Linked DNA regions of Mus musculus: region 1 is linked to region 2. A link is a contact called in public HiChIP or PLAC-seq data. All regions are on one chromosome and are shown on one strand. Each heading gives the region's core, a stretch centred on a gene start, on an enhancer-like site or on the middle of the called end of the contact. The rest is flanking DNA. Distances are from core to core; before and after follow the strand shown.

What was found. HiChIP or PLAC-seq counts read pairs in DNA pulled down with a chosen protein or histone mark.
Region 1: a contact with region 2 is called in a CTCF HiChIP or PLAC-seq map of the NIH/3T3 cell line, with 6 read pairs. The contact joins two enhancer-like sites.

Annotation. Positions count from the first base shown.
Region 1 is chr9:75,434,778-75,440,848 of GRCm38.p6, reverse strand. No RefSeq gene overlaps it. Among named protein-coding and RNA genes, the nearest start is that of Leo1, 3.7 kb to the left of the region's middle. Within about 2 kb of position 4,733, at least 307 of the 459 cell types and tissues checked have an H3K27ac peak or open chromatin away from gene starts, as enhancers often do. A contact at or near this core is called in the NIH/3T3 cell line, where this site is marked.
Region 2 is chr9:75,121,297-75,126,940 of GRCm38.p6, reverse strand. It overlaps Myo5a (myosin VA), which reads right to left. Exons shown (of 41, transcript NM_010864.2): 4 at 3,886-4,030. Among named protein-coding and RNA genes, the nearest start is that of Myo5a, 53 kb to the right of the region's middle. Within about 2 kb of position 2,425, at least 73 of the 459 cell types and tissues checked have an H3K27ac peak or open chromatin away from gene starts, as enhancers often do. A contact at or near this core is called in the NIH/3T3 cell line, where this site is marked.

The DNA of each region.
Region 1 (6,071 bases), core at 3,484-5,983, 310 kb before region 2:
CTACAGTGTACTTACATACAATAAATAAATAAATCTTTAAAAAAAAAAAAAAAAAAAAAAAAAAAGACCTGGTGAGATCGCTTGTCGGTAAATGACTTGCCCTTAAAGACTAAAGATCTGTTTTCCGAAAATCCAGCACCTACTTAAACTCAGGCACGGCTTCCAACATCTGTAATCCCAGCTCTCAGGTCCAATAAAGGACCTTGTCTTAAAATACAGATGCTGGATGGTGGTGTCTAGGCCAGCCTGGTCTACATAGCGAGTTCCAGGACAGCAGGACAGCCAGGGCTATACATAGAGATTCTGTCTGGGGGAAAAAAAATAAAAAAAAGTAAGGTGCTGCCTGGTGGGGTGAAGAGCATTTCAAGAATACACTGGAAATCGGCCTTTGGCCTCTAGGCACATGGAAAGTAGCTCTGTACAGAGCTTGCCTATTATGAGTGAGGGTTCAAATTCAATCTGCACTGGGGAAAAATAAAAGATTTAGGACTAGAAATCCCAATATGGGAGGCTGAGGCAGGAAGACAACTGAGAATTTGAGGCCAGCTGGGGCCACAAAGACAGCCTGGATTACTAAGGATGAAGCTTTCAGTAGTATTAGGTTAGTTTCTGGCAGTATTTGCTCATTTCTGATCTCTTCTTTAAATTACATTTATTAAAATAAATTTATTTTTAATTTTATTTCTTTAAATGTGCATGGGTGCTTTACTTTGCATACATATCTGTGCACCACATGCATACCTGGTACCTGAAGATGTCAGAAAGGGGCATCAATCACATTACCTGGGACTGGAGTTAGAGACAGCTGTTACCTTCCATGTGAGTGCTATGAATCAAACCTGGGTCCTCTGGAAGAGCAACCAGTGCAACCCAGCCAGTGTTCATAACCACAGAGCCATCTCTCCAAGTCTCCATTTCTAAGCTTTTTTTAAAAAGATTATTTATTTTATGTATATGAGTACACTGTAGCTGTACAGATGGTTGTGAGTCATCATGGGGTTGCTGGGAATTGAAATCAGGACCTCTGCTTGCTCCTTCCCCACTTGCTCCAGTCCCACACACTGTAGCTGTCTTCAGACACACCAGAAGAGGGTGTCAGATCTCATTACAGGTGGTTGTGAGCCACTGTATCATGCTGGGATTTGAACTCAGGACCTCTGGAAGAGCAGTCAGTGTTCTTAACTACTGAGCCATCTCTCCAGCCTATCTCTAAGCTTTTTTGGTTTTAGAATTATAGATAAGGGATTATAGATCAACATACCTATAAGATGGATATGGTTCTCAACATGTGGGTTGCAACTTCCTTGACAAATCTTTCTCTCCAAAAATATTTATGAGTCACAATAGTAGCAAGAAAAAGTTATGAAGTAGCAACCAAAATAATTTTATGGTTGGGGGCCACCACACATGAGGAACTATATTAGAGGGTCAAAGCATTAGGGAGGTTGAGAACCACTGCTAGAAGATATATTCTACTATATTACTGTTTTTTATGTGTGAAAAATGGGAGGAAATAGACTGTGGCTGTTGATAGCCTACCCAATATGATCTGCTTGGCCATAATGTAAATAATCACTTAAAATTCATCAGCAGTTTTAGATTTGTGTTAGGGGTGTGGGGTTTCAGAAATGGCTCTGAGTGCTGGGACCATAAGTGTTTCACATTTAACTTATTTTATTTCACTTTAGAGACAGGATCTCATGTAGCCCAGACTGGCTTCAAATTCTTTTTGTGGCTGAAGCTGGCCTATTGAACTTTTTTTTTTTAAAGATTTATTTATTATATGTAAGTACACTGTAACTGTCTTCAGACACACCAGAAGGGGGCATCAGATCTCATTACAGATGTTTGTGAGCCACCATGTGGTTGCTGGGATTTGAACTCAGGACTTCCAGAAGAGCAGTCAATGCTCTTAACTGCTGAGCCACCTCTCCAGCCAGCCTATTGAACGTCTAAGATCCTCCTACCTCTTTAAGTGAAAAGACTGGATTAGAGTCACTTCACCTGGTTTGATGTTTGACTTTTAAAACATAATAAATACATATCCACATTGAATTTTTAATATGATGTTGGGCTTCTCAGGAGAGCAAATGGGAAGAAATAAGTTAGCTGAGCGCCTTTAATCCAAGCACTTGTGAGGCAGAGGCAGGCAGAACTCTGAGTCCAAGGCCAGCCTGGTCTATGGAGTGAGTTTCAGGACAGCTGGGGCTACACAGAGAGATGGTATCGAAAAACACCAAGCACTTGTCAGGCAGAGGCAGGTGGCTCTCTGTGAGTTCAAGGACAGCCTGGTCTACAGATCAAGTTCCAAGACAGTTAAGATGGCATTTTGAGATCCTGTCTCAAAAGAATAAAGAAGGAAAGCCCAAACCTCTGTGTGATGTGTTATATAAAGATGAAGAGAGAAGAAATATGTTCTATGGGGGGGGGGGCAGGTAGTAAGTAGTCAGGTATGGGGGAAGGGGATGTCTCAGCGGGCCCATGCCAAGGCATCCCTTCTCCCTGAGGGACCAGCCACATGAGGATATAGTATAGCATAGAGTTTATTCAGGGCATGGGGAGGAGAGTTAAGAGTGTAGTAGAGACAGAGAGAGAGAGAGAGAGGAGAAATAGAGTAGAGGCTAGCCATGAGCACGTGGAGGGGGGAAGGGAACGGGGAAGGGAGGGGGAAGGGACAAAACAGGAGCAAGAGAAGAGCAAGAGAGAGCAAGAGAACAAGAGAGGGAGGAGGGGACAAGCAGCTCCTTTTATAGCGAGTCAGGCCTACCTGGCTGTTGCCAGGTAACCGTGGGGTGGAGTTTAGACAGAATGCTAACACCATATAGCACAAAATTGGCCCATTGTCTCCAGGACACCCAGCCCATCAGTAAAAGCAGGAAATGGTGGTTGCCTTCCTGAGAAAGAAACCTGAGGAACCGTAGGATAGGCAGGGGAGAAATGCCATCATTCATTCACTTTTTTAAAAGATTCATTATTTTTATGTACACACACACACACACACACACACACACACACACACACACACACACACCCTGCTTATCTCTACATGTACCACCAGCAGAAGCCAGAAGAGGGCATCATATCCCCTGGAACTGGAGTTGTGAACCACTTAAAATGGATGCTAGAACCCAACCTCAAATCTTCAATATAGTACTAGCTCATAACTGCTAAGCCATCCCTCCTGCTCCACTACTGCCTTTTTAAAAATACCTTCTGGGTTTTGTATAAAGTATCTTCTAAAATTAAAGTCAAATTTAGAAATACTAAAAAGTTACCAAATGCCAGTGGTGCATAATTAGTTCTGAGTGCAGAGATTTTCTTTTGTTCTGTTTTCTACACTTTCCTACAATGGGAATATATTAGAATAAGCAAGGGCATTTTTATTTTTATCTCGTAGGACAGACTGTGTTGTGTTTTTCCTATTAATGTGGCAAGCTGGTTAGGGTTTTGTTTGTCAACTTGACATAAGCTAGAGTCATCTGGAAAGACACACTCTCAAGTAAAACTATGCATCTATCAGACTGGCCTGTAGGTAAGCTGTGGGGGCATTTTCTCGATTAATGGTTGATGTGGGAGGGCCCAGTGCATTTTGGGTGGTAAGTAATACCACCTGTGCAGGTGGTATTACTTCTAAGTCCCCTCCCCTTGCTACTACAGCAGCTGACCTCATCCTGTCTGCTGGTCGAGGTCTTTCCAGGACACAGCTCCCTGGTAACCCTCAACAGGCAGGAAGTAACTAAAGCCAGCCCCTTCCCAAGCCCCTTTTCTAACCAACAAAAGAGCCACCTTAATTTCTCTCCTAAGAAACGCTTTCTGATTTAATAATGTAAGTAAGTAATACTACCTGGGCAGGTAGTTCTGTCATATGCCAAGCCCGGGAGCAGCACTCCTCCGTGGTTCCCCTTCAGTCCTTGCCTTGAGTTTCTGCCCTGATTTTTCAAGATAGAATGTAAACTGGAAGGTGAAATAGGCTCTTTCCTTCCCAAATCACTTCGAGTCAATGTTACAATAGAAAGTAAACTGACTTTTGGCAAGGGGGATTCTGACAATTGTTTTTATAATTGTAGCAGAAATGCATAATGTAGTATAAACTGAAAGTCACATTAGTTGCCTCTCCCCGCCCCAGGCCTCGTGTGTGTGTGTGTGTGTGTGTGTGTGTGTGTGTGTGTGTGTGTGTGTGTGTGTACACACTTGGTACCATAAAACGTATTTGGATATGAAGCTAGTTTCCATATAGAAGAGTTTTCTGGGTATTTAGAAACAGACACTTCCCGAAATTAAGTTTAAGCTTTTTTTCTCAAAATAATGACAACTATTCTGTCCTTAACCCTCATTTTTTTTCCCCCACTGCCATGTATCAACTGGGTTTTTAGGAGGTTCTATTGTCTACTTCAAAGCCCTGGTAAATTTCCGATGTAAATGAGAGTTTAGACAAGAAAAGATGAATGTGGAAAGTGTCTGGGTACACTTCCTATGAAAATGTGTATTTATGTGGAGAAAAAGAGGAAAAACAAACCACATCAAACAGAAGAACGTTATTAAATCAGAAAGCGTTTCTTAGGAGAGAAATTAAGGTGGCTCTTTTGTTGGTTAGGAGCCTTTCCCTCCGACGCAAAGGGGCTTGGGAAGAGGCTGGCTTTAGTTACTTCCTGCCTGTTGAGGGTTACCAGGGAACTGTGTCCTGGAAAGACCTCTCGGCCAGCAGGCAGGATGAGGTCAGCTGCTTCAGTAGCAAGGGGAGGGGACTTAGAAGACAGAAACCCGCGGAGGAGGCGGGACCCGACGGGAGGAGAGTGACAGCTGTAAGAATACCCAGTACCCGGATGGAGAGACCAGAGGACAATAGATAGGGGAAAGGAGAGGAAAGGACATCTTTAAAGTGCCTAATGAAATCGTGGTGTTAAGGAGGACAGGGAGAGGACTAGAGGGATGATGGCTCAGTGGTTAAGTGTGTGTGTGTTTACCCCTCTGACTGTGGGCTCTGTAGACTAGGCTGGTCTTGAACACTGGTGGAGCACGCCTTTAATCTCAGCACTCAGGAGGCAGATCTCTGAGTTCGAAGCTAGCCTGGTTTACAGAACAAGCTCCAGGACAGCCCAGGGCTACACAGAGAAACCCTGTCTCACTCCGGCTCCCAAAATGGAGACAAAAGTGGGAGAACACTTCCCAACTTCTAAAACATGAGGGAGAAAGTCAAAGTCAGGAAAATCTACTCCCTTGCAACGTATGTGCTTTGGGGAAGGTTGAAGGGAGACAGGGTTTCTGTGTGTAGCCTTAGTTGTCTTGGTACTCGCTCTGTAGACCAGGCTGGCCTTAAACTCAGAGATCCCTCCTGACCCTTAGCTTTTCCTCTAGGCTCCGCCCAACAGTTACCTAGCAACAGCCAGGTAGGAGCTTGGCTTTCTATAAAAGGACTGTTTGGCCTCTCCCTCTCTCCCTCTCCTCTTCTCTCCTCTCCCTCTTCCCCTCCTCTCCGCTCATGTGTTCCTGGCCAGCCTCTTCCCTTCTTTCTTTCCTCTCTCTTTTTGTCCTTCTCTGTCCCCTTTCTTTCTCTGCCTCTACTCCCTTCCCCGCACCCCCTTCCCTTGTCCCAAATAAACTTCATTTTATACTAGACCTGTCATATGGCTGATACCTCAGGGGAGATGGCCCAGCATGGACCCGCTAAGGCACCCCCGACACACACACACACCCATCATGCAACCGCATTACAAATCATGTCTCTGAGTGCTGAGATTAAAGGTGTGGTGCACCACAACGACCCGGCGAGCATGATTGTTTTTAAAGGCAGTTTCATGTAGCCCAGGCATACTCCTATCCAGCTCCTGAGACAGTTCTCTCACTCAGGAGGTGAGGCAGGCAGATCTCTGAGTTAAAAGGGCTGGCCTGGTCTACAGAGCTCCAGGACAGCCAGGGCTACACATAGAAACCCTGTCTCAAAAATAGATAGATAGATAGATAGATAGATAATATAATATAATATAATAAAATAGACTTGGCCCAAAGACAAAACTGAAACAGTCTCCTTATAGTGGCACTGCCCAGATTAAATCTGTCTGGTGTATTTCCTT
Region 2 (5,644 bases), core at 1,176-3,675:
TATGGTAGGCTCCTCTTGCTTTGCTATGTCACTTCTTAGCATGCATGCTCTGTCCTTCACTAGGAAGAAAAAGGCCCATTCATTGATCTAATCAAACATAAAGACAACAAATACATTTCACAGAACATTGTAAGGTCAAGTTAGGCCACTTGTGAAACTGGTCCATCTTACAGTTGATAAAAGTGAAATCCATGGAGATCCTAAGTTTTAAGTTCTATGGTTAATTGGGGGAGACGCAATTAGAACACACAGTATTTTTTTTTAAACTAAACCAAGGTTAACTACACAGTACTAACTTTTTAAATAAAAAAAAAAAATCAAAGCTGTAAGTAAAACTTAGGAACATTGCCCTGTGACTCACACAGGACAGGAAATACATAAAATTAAGATAATATTACAACAAATGACTATAAGGAAACAAAACTAAATCTTGGTGGTTTAATGAAAATAATTCTGTGACTTTGGTGAAGGAAAACAATCAGGGAGCCAGTGAGACGGCTCAGCAGGCAGTCACTTGGCTTGGAACTAAGTCCATACTTAAGACTCAGATGATGGAGAAAGAATTGACTCCCACATGTTTTCCTCTGTGTGCACACACACTCACAAACACACATGCACATACATGCACACACATGTACACACACAGACAGAGTGAAAAAAATCAGTCAGGTTTAGTGTGAAAAAGGACAAGTAAGAATGTGAGAGAAGGAATACAAGCAGAAAGACAGACCTCAAACTCCATTTGCCCTTTCTCCTCTAGAAGTCAACAGGCTCATTAAATGTAAGAGGGTGCAGTATTCCACGAGAGCACTGTCCTCTAAGGAGCATGTTTAGAATGGAGATGGGGCATAGACATTTCTAACTAAAACTGGGCTATCATAATGGCCTAACAGCTAAAGCTACTTGCCACTAGGCTCCTTTCTGGCTTCTTCAGGCACTACACCAACTTGGTGCACATTCATACATGCAGATAAAATACTCATAAACATAAATAAGTCAATAAACCAAGATGTAAGCCCATCACTTTAACCCCCACCACATCCACACAACCTGCTCTTCCTATAGAACAAAGGAAACCTCATCTCTAGAAAGGAAACTGCCAACCTTCTATCTCTCAGAACAAATCCTTGTGGTCATCCTAACTCTCGCTTCTTTCTTACCCTGCATCACGTTCCCAGTCCCATCTTAAATCTATTCCCTACTCAACATCTTCTCTAATACTTTCAACTAAGTCTCTGTTCCTCATTCAAATCATTGAATAGCCTCCTACCTGTTTCATCTCCAGAGTTCTATGCTTGCTTGCTTGCTTGCTCTGTTTTGTTGCCATAAAGTTACTGTAATAGGATTTCAACCTTGTAGAAGCTACACACACTGTAAAATGAACTCCTGCTTACGCATCGCTCACACCCAGGAGCTGCCCATTTGCTCTGTTTCTCTATTTCTCCCATTCTAATATTTTCTGCAACATTTTGAGTATAGGTTGTAAACATGTGTACTTTCACAGCCTTCACAACATTTGTTAAGCTTTGTTCTTATCTATTTATAATGGTCAAAATCAGGAAAGCTAATATTGCTACAATAACACTACCAGTTTAATCAATGATCCTATTGATAGGTGATAAGCATAAGCTTCATTTACTTTTATTCTTTGTTTGTTTGTTTGTTTGTTTGTTTGTTTTTGAGACAGGGTTTCTCTGTATAGCCCTGGCTGTCTTGGAACTCACTTTGTAGACCAGGCTGGCCTCGAACTCTGAAATCCGCCTGCCTCTGCCTCCCAAGTGCTGGGATTAAAGGTGTGTGCCACCACTGCCCGGCTACTTTTATTGTTTATCAGGCTTTGTTTGTTGAGTGGAACTTGTGTCTGGTTTGCTGCTGTATCATATCCAGGACAGTGCCTGGTGTTTGGATTGTGATTAAGAAATTTCTGTCAATAATGATAAGTTATATCTCCTCTAAAGATATGAGGGGTCTGTAGGAACAGCGGTGATGTGAAACACCAAGACTCACACCCAGGAAAGCTGGCATGTTTATTTGGTAAAATAAAAGAAAGAAAGAAAGAAAGAAAGAAAGAAAGAAAGAAAGAAAGAAAGAGAGAGAGAGAGGGAGGGAGGGAGGGAGGGAGGGAGGGAGGGAGGGAGGGAGGGAGGGAGGGAGGGAGGGAGGAGTGATTCTGCAGCAGACTCCCGACTAAACCAAAGCAGACACACTCTGGTGGCTGTAGCAGATTTTATGGGTACAGACTTATTAATATGTGATAAACATTCTAACTAACTGAAACATATTTCAAGCTTTCTACAAAAGAAAACTAGGCAAAGGGGGAACACCAAACCAAACAACCTTGAGTTAAGAAATGACACTGGCTGACTCACGGGGATATCATGTGGGATAAAGAGAGTGCCAGGAAAGCAGTTGAATCTCCTGACATTTGAGTGTTGCCACGGCAATGATGAAAACCACGCTTTCAGACTTGAGATCAGCACTGAGGCTGAGACTGTGTTACATGCACGAGGCTCTTGCTCTGACCCTTTGAGCCAAAGGAAGTATTTTCTGAGGATTGTAAAGTTCTTTAAGTATAAAACTTTTCAGAGATCAAATTCAGAGTCTAGCAGTCCGTGGGATTCCCTCACTGACTAGTGTGACTCAGGCCGTCCTGAGTGGTGCCAGCATTGCACTGCAATGCTCTGAAACTAGAAAAATCAAGTACTGGTAGATTCTGTTCAGCTGAAGGAAAATGTATTCACAGATGGAATTTTCTAAACATTAAGCTTTAAACTTTGGATATTCATTACTGTTTTATAGTAGTACTGAGCATACTATAACATATACTGCTAATTCACTGCCATTTTATACTTAATATGCTAATATTTTATACTTAATATGCTAATATTTGACTAACTGAATTTGAACAATGATCTTCCTATTGATAAGACCTTAGAAAAATTATAGAACTTCCCTAAGCCTCAGTTTTACCAACTGCAATACAGTTTATAACAACACAAATTCAAAAAGTTATGAAGATAAATTTTGTTAATAAATCAAAAATAGCTAATCAACAACTTGTGAGGAGATAGCACATGGTTAACTCTGGTACTTATTATAAGTACTATTATTATTAAAAGGGTATAATGACTTCTATGGGTACTTTAGTTGAAATAATTATAAAATTCTATCACACTTTGGTCCAAAAATGTGTACTGGTTGCAAAAGAGAAAATAAAAGCCTCTACAGCATCTATTTTATATTTTCTATTTTATAGACTGTTTTCAGGATTTCCCACATCATATTATGCCAATTTCCTCCCTGTAAGCCTAAGAAACTAGTTTTGTTTTGTTTTTTTTCCAGTGCACTCACCCTTTCACATTATATGATATCATTTATTATTCAGGGCATAATTTTATCTTGAAAGTGCTCTATTTTCCATTCTTTGCCCTCAAACTGTTAAAGCTCTGTGGGTGATATGAGACACACTCTGCAGAGGTATACACAAATAACTGATGTTCTGTTTTATATTTTTCATTGCTATCATACAGATTACTAGTCCTTTTAGTTTGTCTGTTACTGTGCTGAGTGACACTAGGGAAGTTATTTAATGCTATACAACTAAACTTTAACTCTCTCACCTATAAAACACAATATCTGTCCTTGCTTAGTCACAAGAACATGATGAGATTCCAAAGGCAATTTTTAAACAAACTATATAATCGGTTTATAAATGTGAGATTTTAATATTTAATTGAATAGTTCAGACACTTTGATATAAATTGGTCAAAGATACTTGTAACTATTTACAAGTTCTTTTCTCTTTAAATTATCCATGACACAGCAAAGAATAAAACTATCTTATCTAACAAGAGCCATGCAATGACAATACACGTTCCTACCAACCTTGCCATTTGCTTGTAAGCCTCTTCAGCTACTGCGAAGATGTGAGGATCCATGTCACCCATGTTCTGGCCACTGTAGGCATTAATAATATCTTCTCCATAAATAGGCAGCTGCTCATAGGGATTTATAGCTACCAGAACTATTCCTGAGAGAGGAGGATGAGAAAGAAAATGACATCAATCATCTCCTACAGGGCACATTGTTTCAGCTTGGTTCACATTAAACTAATCAATTACTCAAAGGTCAAAATACACCACAGTCTTAGGTATTCTAAATTATTGTACATAGTCCTAACTGATCTGGACTAGACTCTTTAAAATAATGTGACTTAGCCAGGGGTAGAGCACTTGTCAATCATTTGTAAAGCTCTGGGTTTGATCGCCATGTGGCAAAAAAGAAACAATGTTTTAAATAACTTAAACATTTTTATATTCAGTTTAAAAAAATGGGGGTTTAAGAGAGGGCTCAGGGGTAAGGAGCACTTGCTGATCTTGCAGAGAATTTAGGTTCAGTTCCCAGCACCCATGTTGGGCAGCTCACCACTGCCTGGAACTACAACTCCGAGGAATCTTCTAGACCATCTTCTAGACTTTGTGAGTACCCACAGGCATGTATATACAATCCCCCCACCCCAATAAAAATAAAAAATTCAAAAGCTCATTTCTAAAAATTTATCCAATGAAATAATTAGAGATTCATCTGAAGGATTTTCTTTTAGAAAGATATCACAATGGTCGTCATATAGAAAACAGAAACAAAATATATACTAAAATCATTGTGATTCTACTTAAGCATCGTGCCACATTGCAAAATACATGCTTTTAAAGAATATTAGATGTAAAAGAAAGTAGAGACAAGTGGAGGATCAGAAGTTCAAAGTCATTCTCAGATACAGAATGAGACAGTCAGAACTACATGAGAGGGCTGGAGAGGTGGCTCAGCGGGTAAGAGCACTGACGGCTCTTCCAGAGGTCCTGAGTTCAAATCCCAGCAACCACATGGTGGCTCACAACCATCTGTAATGGAATCTAATGCCTTCTTCTGGTGTGTCTGAAGACAGCTACAGTGTACTTATATATAATAAATAAATACATCTTAAAAAAAAAGAACTACATGAGACACTGGTCTCAAAACAAAAAAAAAAACATAGAAAACCATAACATGTGTAAAATAAATAAATAAATAAATAAATAAATAAATAAATAGAGGGTATGCAAAGTTAAGAGCACTGCTCCCGCAGAGGACCAGGGTTTGGTTCCTAGCATCACATGGTGATTCATAACCATCTGAAACTCTAAGGTCCTCTTCTGACCTCTACAGGCCAGGTACACATGTGTGGTGTACACACATACATGCAGTCAAAACTCGTATACACATAAATCTAGAAGTATAAATTGAAGAAAGATAAGAAAAATATTTAAATAATTGGGGTAAGAAATGTTATCAAGACAGATATATTAGATATAAATTCTTCTGAGAGGAAAAAGTATCTGTATGTGTTTAAACAGACAACAGTGAAGACATGACAAACACAGCATGGTCAGCAAGCCAATGAACACGGGGAATGAATGAACATCCAGATCTGGACCTCAGCAGAGTCATGATCAGTAGGAGAGAGAGAAGATCATGAGGGAAAAGGAGCCAGAGAGGTGGGAGGAAATCAGAAAGAACAAAATAGAATAGAGAAAAACAAAGACAGATGGGGCTGGGAGAAGGTCCACAGCCATACGCCCAGGCTCCAGCTTCATTTCTGAGAAAA